Regions from separate parts of the Sus scrofa genome. Here regions 1, 3 and 4 are each linked to region 2. A link is a contact called in public HiChIP or PLAC-seq data. All regions are on one chromosome and are shown on one strand. Each heading gives the region's core, a stretch centred on a gene start, on an enhancer-like site or on the middle of the called end of the contact. The rest is flanking DNA. Distances are from core to core; before and after follow the strand shown. Region 1 holds the start of HNRNPH1 (heterogeneous nuclear ribonucleoprotein H). Region 2 holds the start of SQSTM1 (sequestosome-1). Region 3 holds the start of CANX (calnexin). Region 4 holds the start of CBY3 (protein chibby homolog 3).

Evidence for each region. HiChIP or PLAC-seq counts read pairs in DNA pulled down with a chosen protein or histone mark.
Region 1: a contact with region 2 is called in an H3K27ac HiChIP or PLAC-seq map of alveolar macrophages. The contact joins the promoter of HNRNPH1 here to the promoter of SQSTM1 in region 2. A contact is called at or near these places in 1 of 5 promoter capture datasets (liver), 3 of 47 Hi-C or Micro-C datasets (embryonic fibroblasts, heart right ventricle and skeletal muscle) and 2 of 2 datasets of contacts at active chromatin or transcription factors (alveolar macrophages and skeletal muscle).
Region 3: an H3K27ac HiChIP or PLAC-seq map of alveolar macrophages shows a contact between it and region 2. The contact joins the promoter of CANX here to the promoter of SQSTM1 in region 2. A contact is called at or near these places in 2 of 47 Hi-C or Micro-C datasets (embryonic fibroblasts and heart right ventricle) and 1 of 2 datasets of contacts at active chromatin or transcription factors (alveolar macrophages).
Region 4: an H3K27ac HiChIP or PLAC-seq map of alveolar macrophages shows a contact between it and region 2. The contact joins the promoter of CBY3 here to the promoter of SQSTM1 in region 2. A contact is called at or near these places in 1 of 5 promoter capture datasets (liver), 1 of 47 Hi-C or Micro-C datasets (embryonic fibroblasts) and 2 of 2 datasets of contacts at active chromatin or transcription factors (alveolar macrophages and skeletal muscle).

Annotation. Positions count from the first base shown.
Region 1 is chr2:78,960,015-78,962,714 of Sscrofa11.1, forward strand. HNRNPH1 (heterogeneous nuclear ribonucleoprotein H) reads left to right here and starts at 1,442. Exons shown (of 14, transcript XM_021084330.1): 1 at 1,442-1,803.
Region 2 is chr2:78,762,725-78,765,424 of Sscrofa11.1, forward strand. It overlaps SQSTM1 (sequestosome-1), which reads right to left and starts at 1,274. Exons shown (of 8, transcript XM_003123639.4): 1 at 956-1,274. The coding sequence starts at 1,274.
Region 3 is chr2:78,914,543-78,917,242 of Sscrofa11.1, forward strand. CANX (calnexin) reads right to left here and starts at 1,286. Exons shown (of 15, transcript NM_001243210.1): 1 at 1,104-1,286.
Region 4 is chr2:78,932,480-78,935,179 of Sscrofa11.1, forward strand. It overlaps CBY3 (protein chibby homolog 3), which reads left to right and starts at 1,373. Exons shown (of 4, transcript XM_021085148.1): 1 at 1,373-1,422; 2 at 2,149-2,220; 3 at 2,416-2,632; 4 at 2,634-2,700. The coding sequence starts at 1,373.

The DNA.
Region 1 (2,700 bases), core at 192-2,691, 200 kb after region 2:
TCAAAATGAAAACCTTCTGGGGAGTTCCCTCGTGGCTCTGTGGGTTAAGGATCCAGCACTGTCACTGCTGTGGTTCTGGTTACAGCTGTGGCATGGGTTTGATTCCTGGCCTGGAATCTTCCACATGCCTTGGGCATGACCAAAAAATAAAAATATTGGCAGAGGATAAAAGAAAGGGAATTTTCAGTGTCAGCAAAGCAAAAGGATATGGAACCCTCACCTGCCCCTGAGAGGGGTTGTCAAACCTTTAATTTAGGGTAGGCCCTAAAAATATTTAGGTCCTTCCTAGTTTACTTCTAGAAATCTATCCAAGGAAATGATCTTATCTTTCTGTGATGATTACACATCACATTTACTTACTGTGAAAAAAAATCCCAGAAAACTTTAGGGAAAATAAACATCTTAGACATGTAGCCAGGTTGTTGAAAGGTAAAGACATGATTTGAGGGGGTCAGGCTTTTTCCTTCACCTAACCAGAAACTAGTGTTCTTAGGTCATTTAATAAGACCAAAGCTCTCAAATGATGTAACCTGTTAGGAAACCTTAAGACAGTCTTGTGATGTTTTGGAGAGACAGTGGCCAAGAGCAAAAACTGTTCTCCTTGCCTTTTTTTTTTTTTTTAAGGGCTGTACCTGCGGCATATGGAGGTTCCCAGGGGTTGAATCTGAGCTGCAGCCACCATCCTATGCCAGGTCCCAGTCGGGTCTTCAACCTACACCCCAGCTCACAGCAATGCCAGATCCTTAACCCACTGAGCGAGGCCAGGGATTGAACCTTCGTTTGCATGGATACTAGTCGAATTTTTTTCCGCTGAGCCAGGATGGGAACTCCTCTCCTTGCTTTTGAATCACTCAGAAATAGACCTTTGATCTAGACAATTTGGGAATCCCATCTTAGTGACTTTAGCCAAAATGCCCTCTATTTCCTCTAGCTCCGTGTGCAATTGAGGGCAGGCAGTTGCATTCACCGTGCTTGTTCCATCTGTGTCCCCTTTACACCCAGCAGCAGAGTTTTTCTTTTCGAACAGCTCTTCTTGCGCCCTGCTGAAGACCTGCCAGAACCTTTTCTTGTGCTTGTAATTATCACTTTTGCCAAGGCCTAAATGGCCTGGCAGGATTGGCCCCTGCCTACTTCTGGGACCTTGGATCATCTTCTCCCTCTATTCCACTGATGTCCTCTCCAGTTTTCTCAAACCTATTAAAACTGGATACGGCCTCCAGACCATCGCAGGGGCGAAAACATGCTTTCTTGCATCTCTGAGTAGTGGCACTCAGAGAGGTCTTTGCTGTGGTACTCCGTGTTTATTGCTTGTGTCCACCAGGCTGGAGGTGGGGAGGATAGGCAGGATCAGACAAAGGGAGCACTGAGAGCCTATGAGCAAGGTCCCAATTCCTGCAGTGCTACTGGAAATCACGAGCATCACCAGCCTCCAGTTCTGTGCGCACACGAGATGACCCTGGAGTCTCGCCAGGGCGAGTGTCTCCATCTAGGGATGGACAAAACGGTTCCTACTTAGCCTTGGGAAAATCAAGCGGGAACCCGCTCCAGAAAGCGGAGCAACGCGCACTGGCTGCTCAACCTGTACTCACGACGCGCAGCGGGACTCGGCGTACGGCGCCCGCCTCTCGTGCTAATGCCCGCGCCCGCCTCTCGTGCTAATGCCCGGGGCGTTCAGGGCCCGCAGGTCTTGGGGCGGGGCAGCTGGGGGTCACAAAGCGCGAGTTCGTTAGGGCAAAAGCGGAGTACGAGACTGAGGCACGGGCACAGGGACTCTGCATGGGGCCCCAGGCCCAACGACGACAGGTAAGGAACAGTGGCGGCAGGAAGGCCCAGGACTCGCTCCCGGCGCCGCCGGGATATCTTCGGGCGCGGGAAGCACGCAGTCCCGCAGCGCTGTTTGCCACGGGCTGGCTCTAGGAAGAAAAGGTGTATAGGCTGCACAAGGGCGGGGAGCGCCTGTAACTTCAGGTCGTCCAGGACTGTAGATAATGGGCTAAGCGGCACCTCATCACAACCCAGAGGCTAGTACACAGTACAGTTCCTATAAAGGACCTGACAGCCGCCATTCCCCTCCCCCCTTCTGGCGGGTAAGATCAGAGAACGGTTTGAAGGAAGACGCATGCGCGTGAAACTAAATTAAACCGCTAAAGCTCGCAATAATCGCGGGAAGGCGCAGGCGCATAAAAGCCCCGCGGGTTTAAGGAGGTGGGAGGGGCTGAGCCTAAAACGCCAGCGTTTAATAACTTGCTGCCTGGAGATGGGCTGGAACGTAAAATTACGCATGCGCCCAAGCTCTGTGTGACGCAACGGGGCGGTGCGGCCACCTGACTGCGCGTGCGCAGAGATTGTTCTAAGCGCCTTATTTAGGTTGCGCAGGCGCCCGCTGGCCATTTCTTCTCAGCCACGCCGAAGTTGTTCGTGTAGGTGAGTGTTTGTTGCTCCGTGTTTACCGCGAAGCGGACTCCAAGGATGCCATTTTTACGAGGATTGTTTACCCCCAGGAGTCTGTGGAACCTGGGAGGCTTTAGCAAGGTGCGGCCTGCCGTTGGGAGCGAGGAATGGTTCGCCGAGTCTTGGCAGGGCCGCTGAGGCCTGCAGGCCGCGCTGACTCTATTGTGTGAGATGTCGGAGGAGGCGGAGCGGAAGCGGTCGCCGCCATTTCCTTGCTTCCACGCTGGCGTTAGGCCGGGTTCCCCTTTG
Region 2 (2,700 bases), core at 24-2,523:
TGGTGTATAAAGTGATGAAAATGTTCCCAGATGATTGTGATAATGGCTGCGCAAATCTGTGAATATACTAAAAACTCAACACTTTAAACTACAGTATGTGAACAGGAACTCAAAGTTATTTTTTTGAAAAAGCTAGGGGCTGGCGAGCTGGCAGCAGTCCTGAGGGAGGTCCCGGCACGGCCCCACCCACCGGCGGGCCTGGTCCGCCCGCCTCCCTCCCAGTCACAACAACCTCCCCCAACTCCACCCCGCGCAGCCACCGGTCACGCCAGCTCAGCTAGAAACTAGGCAGGCTCGTGAGCTCTGTCCCTACACCAACACTTCTCGAGAATGTTTTCACCTTGTCCCTCTGTCCGCTGCCAACGGGATAACGTCTGGATCCCGCCTGGCCTTGGGCAACCTATGGTCTCTCCTCCCCACCTCCGGCCAGACTGTGCAGCCCTGAGGGCTCCCCACTGCTTATTTACCCTCGTCACTTTTCTGCGTAGCCAGCCCTTCCCCCTCATCTGCCCGCCCAGGCTCTTCCGGGTTACTATCCGAACCCCCCATCTGGGGCTAGCGGGCCCCAGCTGGGCAGTAGCCAAGTGGCAGTGTAACCCGAGTGCCCCTCTAACCACCCCGTGCCCGCCGTGAGGACGCCCCCGCGCGCCCTCCCCAAGATCTGCACCATCATGGTGGGGGGAGGGGAGGCCTCTTACGTCGCCGGGCCCGATCCGCTAGGGGACTGGCAGCGCCTGACCCCACAGGTCTGGCTGTGGTCACCACTCCTGGCTACCAGAATGGCACCCAAGGCCGAAATGGGAACCCACGCGGGCCACCGCCCACCCAACGAGCGATCAAACTCCCGCAGGCGGCCCCAAGCCCCACGAGAAGGAAGGGAGCAGCGACCCTGCCCGGCAGGGCAGCACTGCGTCACGGCCCCGCACCGCTCCCCGAGAGCGCCCGGCCTGCTCACCGCGGTAGTGCGCCTGGAAGCCGCCGGGCCGTAGCACGGGGAACAGGGCGGCCACCCGGCTCAACAGCCGCTCGCAAGGTCCGGGGCCAGCCGCGGCCTCGGCTTCCGCCTCGGGCTCCGGGCTGAAACAGAAGCTGAAGCGGCGAATCTCGCGGGCCGCATCCTCCTTGCCCAGAAGGTAGGCCTTCACGGTGAGCGACGCCATGACCACCAGTTGGGGAGCAAGAGAAGAGCCCGGCGGTGGTAGCGGCGGCGGCGGCGGCAGCGGGAGGGGACGCGCGGCCTTTGTAGGGAACGCGGGTGAAGCCCCGCCCCTCATCGCTTCCTGGGGGCGGGGCCTGAGTGTCAGAGGTCTGGCTCCAGCCACCCCGGCCGTCGCGCGAGAGCCGCCCTACAGGAGCCCCAGCCTCGCTACCTCTCCCCGCCGTTGAGCCCCCTCATTCCCGACCCCTCTCCTCACCGCCCCAAGTGCACCAGGGACACCAAGAGGCCGGCCCCGCACGCTGACATCTAAGTCTGGCGCCTACCTCTATACCTGGGGCAAGGGACCGGCCAGGGTCCCGCCCTAGACCCCTCCCAGGCCTGACCAGGCCGTGACTCAGCAAAACGGAACCCAGGCCACCGGGGATGCACAGCTCAGGAGGGAGGTGGGCAACAGAGGCTGGAAGCCAGGAAGAGGGGACACTGCTGACACTGCTAGCTACAACAAATTGGCTCCCGAGGCGCTGTCTTGACCTTGCCACTCTTGTCAAGGGCCCGCTCTTGCCACCAGTTTCTCAGGTGGCAGCCCACTACGCCGCCCCCAGCATCCCCCCTAATGGCCCTTTACTGGGTTAAAGCACAGACACTCAACTCAAACCTGAGCACCAGAGGAGCTTCCAGTTTAATAGGGGGTAGGGTTGAGAGATGCCAGAAGAGCACAGGATCTTCCCATCCCCACCTTGCTGGGGGGTCTGCTAAGGCTTCCTGGAGCCTCAGTGGCCACCAAATGTTCACTGAAGCCCTAAGGACTCCCCATCGGTACTCCCCATCCATCCCCACTTGTCAGCTCAAGGTTCAGCTCAGCAAATGGTGCCCAATGGCCTGAAAGATCTCAGGTCTGTTGGCCTCATGGGCAGCCCAGGGATTACATCAACAGCCCCCACCCTACCCCACCCCCAGGAGCCAAGAAACACTCTTTTATGTAACCGAAGTGACCTGTTCAAAGTGCCTAGGGGAAGGGGGTTGTTGGGGGAGGAGGTGCCTTAGAAGAAGGTAAGCAGGCGGGTATGTCACCCTATGAATCCTCCCAAGTAGGGCTCTGTAGGTAGAAAGTCAGACCTGCTGAGTCACACTCACTTTTTTCATGGTGGGGTTTGTGGAAGTCAGTAAAACTTAAAGGGATGGGAGTTCCCATCGTGGCTCAGCGGAAACAAATCTGACTAGCATCATGAGGACGCAGGTTTGATCCCTGGCCTTGCTCAGTGGGTTAACAATCTGGTGTTGCCCTGAGCTATGGTGTAAATTGCAGACTAGCCTCAGATCCTGGGTTGCTGCGGCTGTGGTGGAGGCCAGCGGCTACGGCTCTGATTCGACCCCTAGCTTGGGAATCTCCATATGCCTCAGGTGCAGTCCTAAAAAGACAAAAACAAACAAACAAACAAAAAACCTTAAGGGAATGGGAAACCCAGAGACCATGGGGAAGGTAGATTGGGTTTGGCTAGTTTGCTGACTTGCTTGTGGAATCACAGCAGGAACCTAGCCAC
Region 3 (2,700 bases), core at 36-2,535, 150 kb after region 2:
TCAGCAGTCAAACCACTAGGTCCAGTTTCTTCCTCCTATTTCCATAAATGTGACTTCAGGTCCTGGAAAATAGGACTTAGCTAATTAGGATGTTAGTGTAGTGGATCAACAGCATTCACCATAATAATTTACTGCAGTCATTTATCAAGCAGTTAAAAATGTACATCTAACTTTCCTGCTCTTTCTTACACACGTCTTAATGGTAACAACAACTCTATCAGGTATTACATCCATTATCTGAAACGAAGTGAACTGCCCAGGTTCACATAGCAACAAATGGCTGATGAAGGACCTGAACAAGGGCCTTAGTCTTAACCACTACACACAAACTGCCTAGCTTTCAACTGTAATTCCAACGTGATCATAAAACTAATCGCATGACCTTGGGCCGATCATTTCTGAGCTCTGGGCCTCAGTTTCCTTCACTATAAAACGACCTGCCCACGGAGAGCTTTTGGGTGCTTTCCTGCTTTTAAAAGCCCACTGAATTTACGACGAGATTACTTACTCCCCCAATCTCCAAATAGATGTAAATGTTAGGACTTAAGTTTTTTAACCAGTGCGTGTTCTAGCACATTCTCCATACTCTTCAGGCTGCTACAGTCCAGTCTTCACTTTGCGGTTTTAATTTTCAAATTTTAGATCTGTAATGCTAATTCTAAATATCCTCTCTCTGTCCTATTATCACCTTTCCCCACTACTAAGAGTACCAACAAGGCCCGATCCTATTCCAGACCTTTACCCGGTTACTCTACCCCACCTCACAGCTTCCCAGGCAGTCAGCAATAGGTATAAGAAAGCCCTAGAAGCAGAACCATGAAGAGAAGTTAGCTTTCCCAGAGGTCAAGAAAGGCTCTAGGACACCTGCCACGCCTCCCAACCCCGGCGGCGCGGCCTGGGCCTGGCTCCGCAACTCAAGCGGCCCAGGTTCAGGCCTAACCCATCCCGTCTGGCGGGTCCACCAGGGCCTGAGCCATCGAAACTCAGCCGGACCCCTCAGCCCCGGCCACGCCCGGCTTCTCGAGACCTCCGCCGCCAGGCCGCGCACCCAGGCCCCCGAGGGTCCTCACAGGCCCGAAGACACGGGCAGGCCCCTGTCTCACCTCAAGCCTCAGGAGGACCGCCGGTGGTGCCCGCGCCTCCTCCCGCCCGCACACCTGGCCCCACGCTGCAGTGGAGACAGCGGCTGAGGGAGCCTGACCGTCACGTGCCGCAGAACCAAGAGGCCTCGACTCCTGCAGCCGCCGCGCGAGCGAGCCCCACCGCACGAAGCCCGGCCCTGCGTCCGCCCCTGTCTCCTCAGTAGCTACCACCAGCGCCAAGTCCCGCCCTCTCGCGCAAGATCCTGAATTCAATTGGTTATTGTGGCCATCGCTCTATGCACCTTCCCATACGCCCCCTAGGGCTATTCTTCGTGGAGTGTGGGGATTGGTTAGGAGTGAGGCAGGAAGTGGCTGTTGGTTGGGCAGTATGGAAGGAGGCGGTGTACGGCGGCATCGGGATCGGCGGGGGCGCGCGCGCGCGCGCGCGCGTCGTGGGGCGGGACTGGCCAGGCAGGCGTTCCCGCGCTGGTTGTTCTGGTGCCTTAGTGGGCGCGCTGCCCGGCACTGCATCCTAATTTCTATGGTTTCGACCGTTCAGGTGCCTGGACCCGGGCCTCGGGGTCTGGCATCTCATTCCCTTCGATGAGAGAGCAAATGGAAGCTGGCAGGATGGGTGGGAGGTCCATTGAGCCATCGGGAAGGACCTGGTTTCCAGTGCAGCGAGTGCGCAGATATGATGGAATCAGTCACGGCTCCCTTGGCCTGTCCTGGAGTCGCTGTACACCAGGCGCCACCGTTCCTGCAGAGTCATTGCTCTGGGCCCAGCAGTCTGAGGCCGCCTTATCACCCAACGTCAAAATATAGCCCAGAATACTATAATCCAGCGTTACTTCAACTTTCAATTTGTGATGTTTCCAAAAGCAAGATAAGACAAAAAGGGCACAATCACACTTAACAGCAGTGAGTGAGAAAAAGATGGTGCAATGGAAAATTTTCAAACACACCACAGATTTTGTAACTAACTTTTAGCACATCTTCAGTTTTCTGGGCCTGAGACAGAGCAGGACTGTAGATCCTACTAAGGATCTTGTTAGAGATTTTTTTTCCGTTAAAGCACAATGTTCTTAAAAGGAAGCTGAGGCCAAATCTCTGAAGAATGAATTTTGTGTTTGTTTTTTTCACAATTTGAAGTCACTTTATTTACTGACCCAGATTACAAAAATAATCACATAGACAACTCAGTTCATCCATTTAATAAGCCTGTTAGATCTATTTATCTGGGCCCTTCAGGAGAAGATAGTTTGAAGGGCCACAGGATGTTGTTTGCTTCTTTGAAGCATTTTCCAACAGTACGGATTTCATGAATAAGATCCTCCAGGAGTTACTATTGTGGCTTAGTGAATTAAGAACCTAACATAGTGTCTGTGAGGATGCGGATTCAATCCCTGGCCTTGCTCAGTGGGTTAAGGATCCATCCTAAGCTTAGGCGTAGGTCACAAATGTGGCTGCAATCCCATGGGTTTTTTTGTTGTTGTTGTTTTTGTTTTTTTCATTTTTCTTATTACTCAAATGAATTTATCACATCTGCAATCCCATGTTGCTGTGGCGGTGGTGTAGGCCAGCAGCTGCAGCTCTGATTCAACCCCTAGCCTGGGAA
Region 4 (2,700 bases), core at 123-2,622, 170 kb after region 2:
GTTTTTTTAAAAAAGGGCAGAAGACATGAACAACTTCAGCAGTGAGGATAACAAATGAGCACATGAAAAGACACTCAACATCATTAGCCAATAGAGGAATGAAATTAAAACCGCAATTTAGATACACTCCCTAGAATGACTAGAACCAAAAAGGGTGAACATACTAAGTATTGGCAAGTATGTGGAGGAAACAGGAATAGAAACTCTTTCACTGCTGGTGGGGCTGTGGTACAACCATTTTGAAAAAAGCTTGGCAGCACCATAAAAAGGTAAACACACCGGAGTTCCTGTCGTGGCGCAGTGGTCAACGAATTCAACTAGGAACCATGAGGTTGTGGGTTCGGTCCCTGCCCTTGCTCAGTGGGTTAAGGATCTGGCGTTGCCATGAGCTGTGGTGTAGGTTGCAGACGCAGCTCGGACAAAAAAAAAAAAAAGGTAAACACACCAACATATGATCCAGCCATTATACTCCTAGGTTTTGTTGTTTATTTTTTCTTTTTAGGGTCCCACCCTTGGCATATGGAGGTTCCCAGGCTATAGGGGTCCAATCAGAGTTGCAGCCACTGGCCTAAGCCACAGCCACAGAAACGTGGGATCTGAGTCAGGTCTGCCACCTACACCACAGCTCACAGCAACACAGGATCCTTAACCCACTGAGCGAGGCCAGGGATCGAACCAGAATCCACGGCCACATTCTTGGTTAGGTTTTGCTTTTTTCCATGCCCTGTCCTCCTTCCCTTCTTCTCCCCAGAACACATCCAAGTAAATCCTTCAAAAATCCTCATCTTAGGGAGTTCCCATTGTGGTACAGTGGAATCAATCCGACTACTATCCATGAGGATGCGGGTTTGATCTCTGGCCTTGCTCAGTGGGTCGGCAATCAGAGTTGCCCAGAACTGTGGTGTAGGTCACAGACGGGGCTTGGATCCCCTGTTGCTGTGGCTGTGGCGTTGGCCAGCAGCTGCAGCTCTGATCGACCCCTAGCCTGGGCACTTCCGTAAGCCACAGGTGTGGCCCTAAAAAGCAAAAAATAAAATAAAATAAAATAAAATAAATTCTCATCCTAGGCTCCGCTTCTAGGAAATCTGACCCATGACAGCCTTGGTTAGCTTCAAGGGACTGTATTGTTCACTCCCCTAGAATAAATTCCTATCTCAGATTCTGATTCTGACCTTCTCCTTCCAAGAATGATAGCTCGATGAGGGAATCTCTTCATCACCTCCCCCAAACAGTGCCTGGTACACGGTAGGCATTCAGTAAGTGTGCTGAATGCATAAAGAGGGGGGCCTAGGGGTCTATTTTATAGCTTAGCTGATCTGGCCCAGAAGCATTGTGAGTCACAGCTGGTAGACAGCAACTGAGTGGTTCAGAGATGGAGCCAAGCCTGGGACAGCAGCTCAGCATCTCCAACACATCCTCCAGGTGAGACACCACATGCAAGGATTATTGGGGAAGGGTCCTCTGGAAAGATGCAACCTCAAGGGTGGTCTTTCAGAGATGTGCCCCTGAGCCAGATCTAGGGGATAGTCCTGCCCAGCTAAGTGTGAGGAATAAGCGTGTGTTGAATTGATGAAGGCGTGACAGAGGGTTCTCTTCCTTTTTTGCTCTCGGTGAGAAGAGGAATTTAAAAGAAAACATAGTCTTCTTTCACACACAACAGAATCAGTACAGGAGAGAGGGAGAATGGGACATATCTGTTATCTGGACTTTGGATTTCTTGAGCATGTAGTCTGCTTGGGACAAAAGTCATGTCTGGTCTGCACAACCCCTGTTAGTTCAAGCTCTAAGCATAGGACGTAGCCCATGACATATGCCCCCAGGATGGCCGCACGGGACTCTGATCTGCTTACACACATCTGGCTTTCCAAGCTGCATCTGGAGGGCAGGCACAGGCTTACTGGGACCCTCTGCCCAGATCAGGGCCAGGCGCAGAGCACGTGCCAGTGCAAGGTTGTAAAATGACTGAATAACTGAGGGCAGTAATGCTGTTGGATATGCTAGATGTCCCACCAGACACTTTTCAGAATATAGATCTAGTCCTGGCTGTGCAAAATCTTTCAGTAGCACCCTCTACGCCACAGAAGGAAGTCTAAACTTTTAAGCCTCCAGTAGGGCACCTTCACATAGTGTCCTGGTGTCCCTTTCCAGCTTCCTCTTCTGCTATTCCCAGCTGAATACCCTGCACCAACTGGACCTCAAGCTCTTCCTCACATGCGCAAGGTGCTAGCCATGTCTACCTCTTTGATCTGCCTAGGGACTCTGCCTGTCAAATTCCCGCACCTCTTTTAAGTACGTATTTGTTTCTGCTATCATTCCCCCCTTCCTGGCCCATAACCCCTTTCAGCAGCCACCAACCACTCAGACTCCAGAACTCTGGTCCTACATCTGCCTATCTATCCTCAAGGCCTGACACAGAGTGTTTTTTGGGGAAGGTAGTTTCAGGGATGGACTCCTCAGTGGCCAGCAGTTGGTTACTCCCACCCTAAGGGCCTCCGGGTTTGAGGGGCAGCCTGTTGGAGCAGGCTGCTCACCCGGACTCTTGCTCCCTAGCAGTGGCCCTGGTTCGCCTTCATCATTCTGGACATCGGGGCTCCAGAGGCAAGGGCGCAGCCCGGATCGTCCGCGTCCTCAGCGGCTCCGCTCCAGGCATCCGCGCGCCCGACGAGGACCATTCTGCACTCGCCCTGGAGGTCTTCGGGT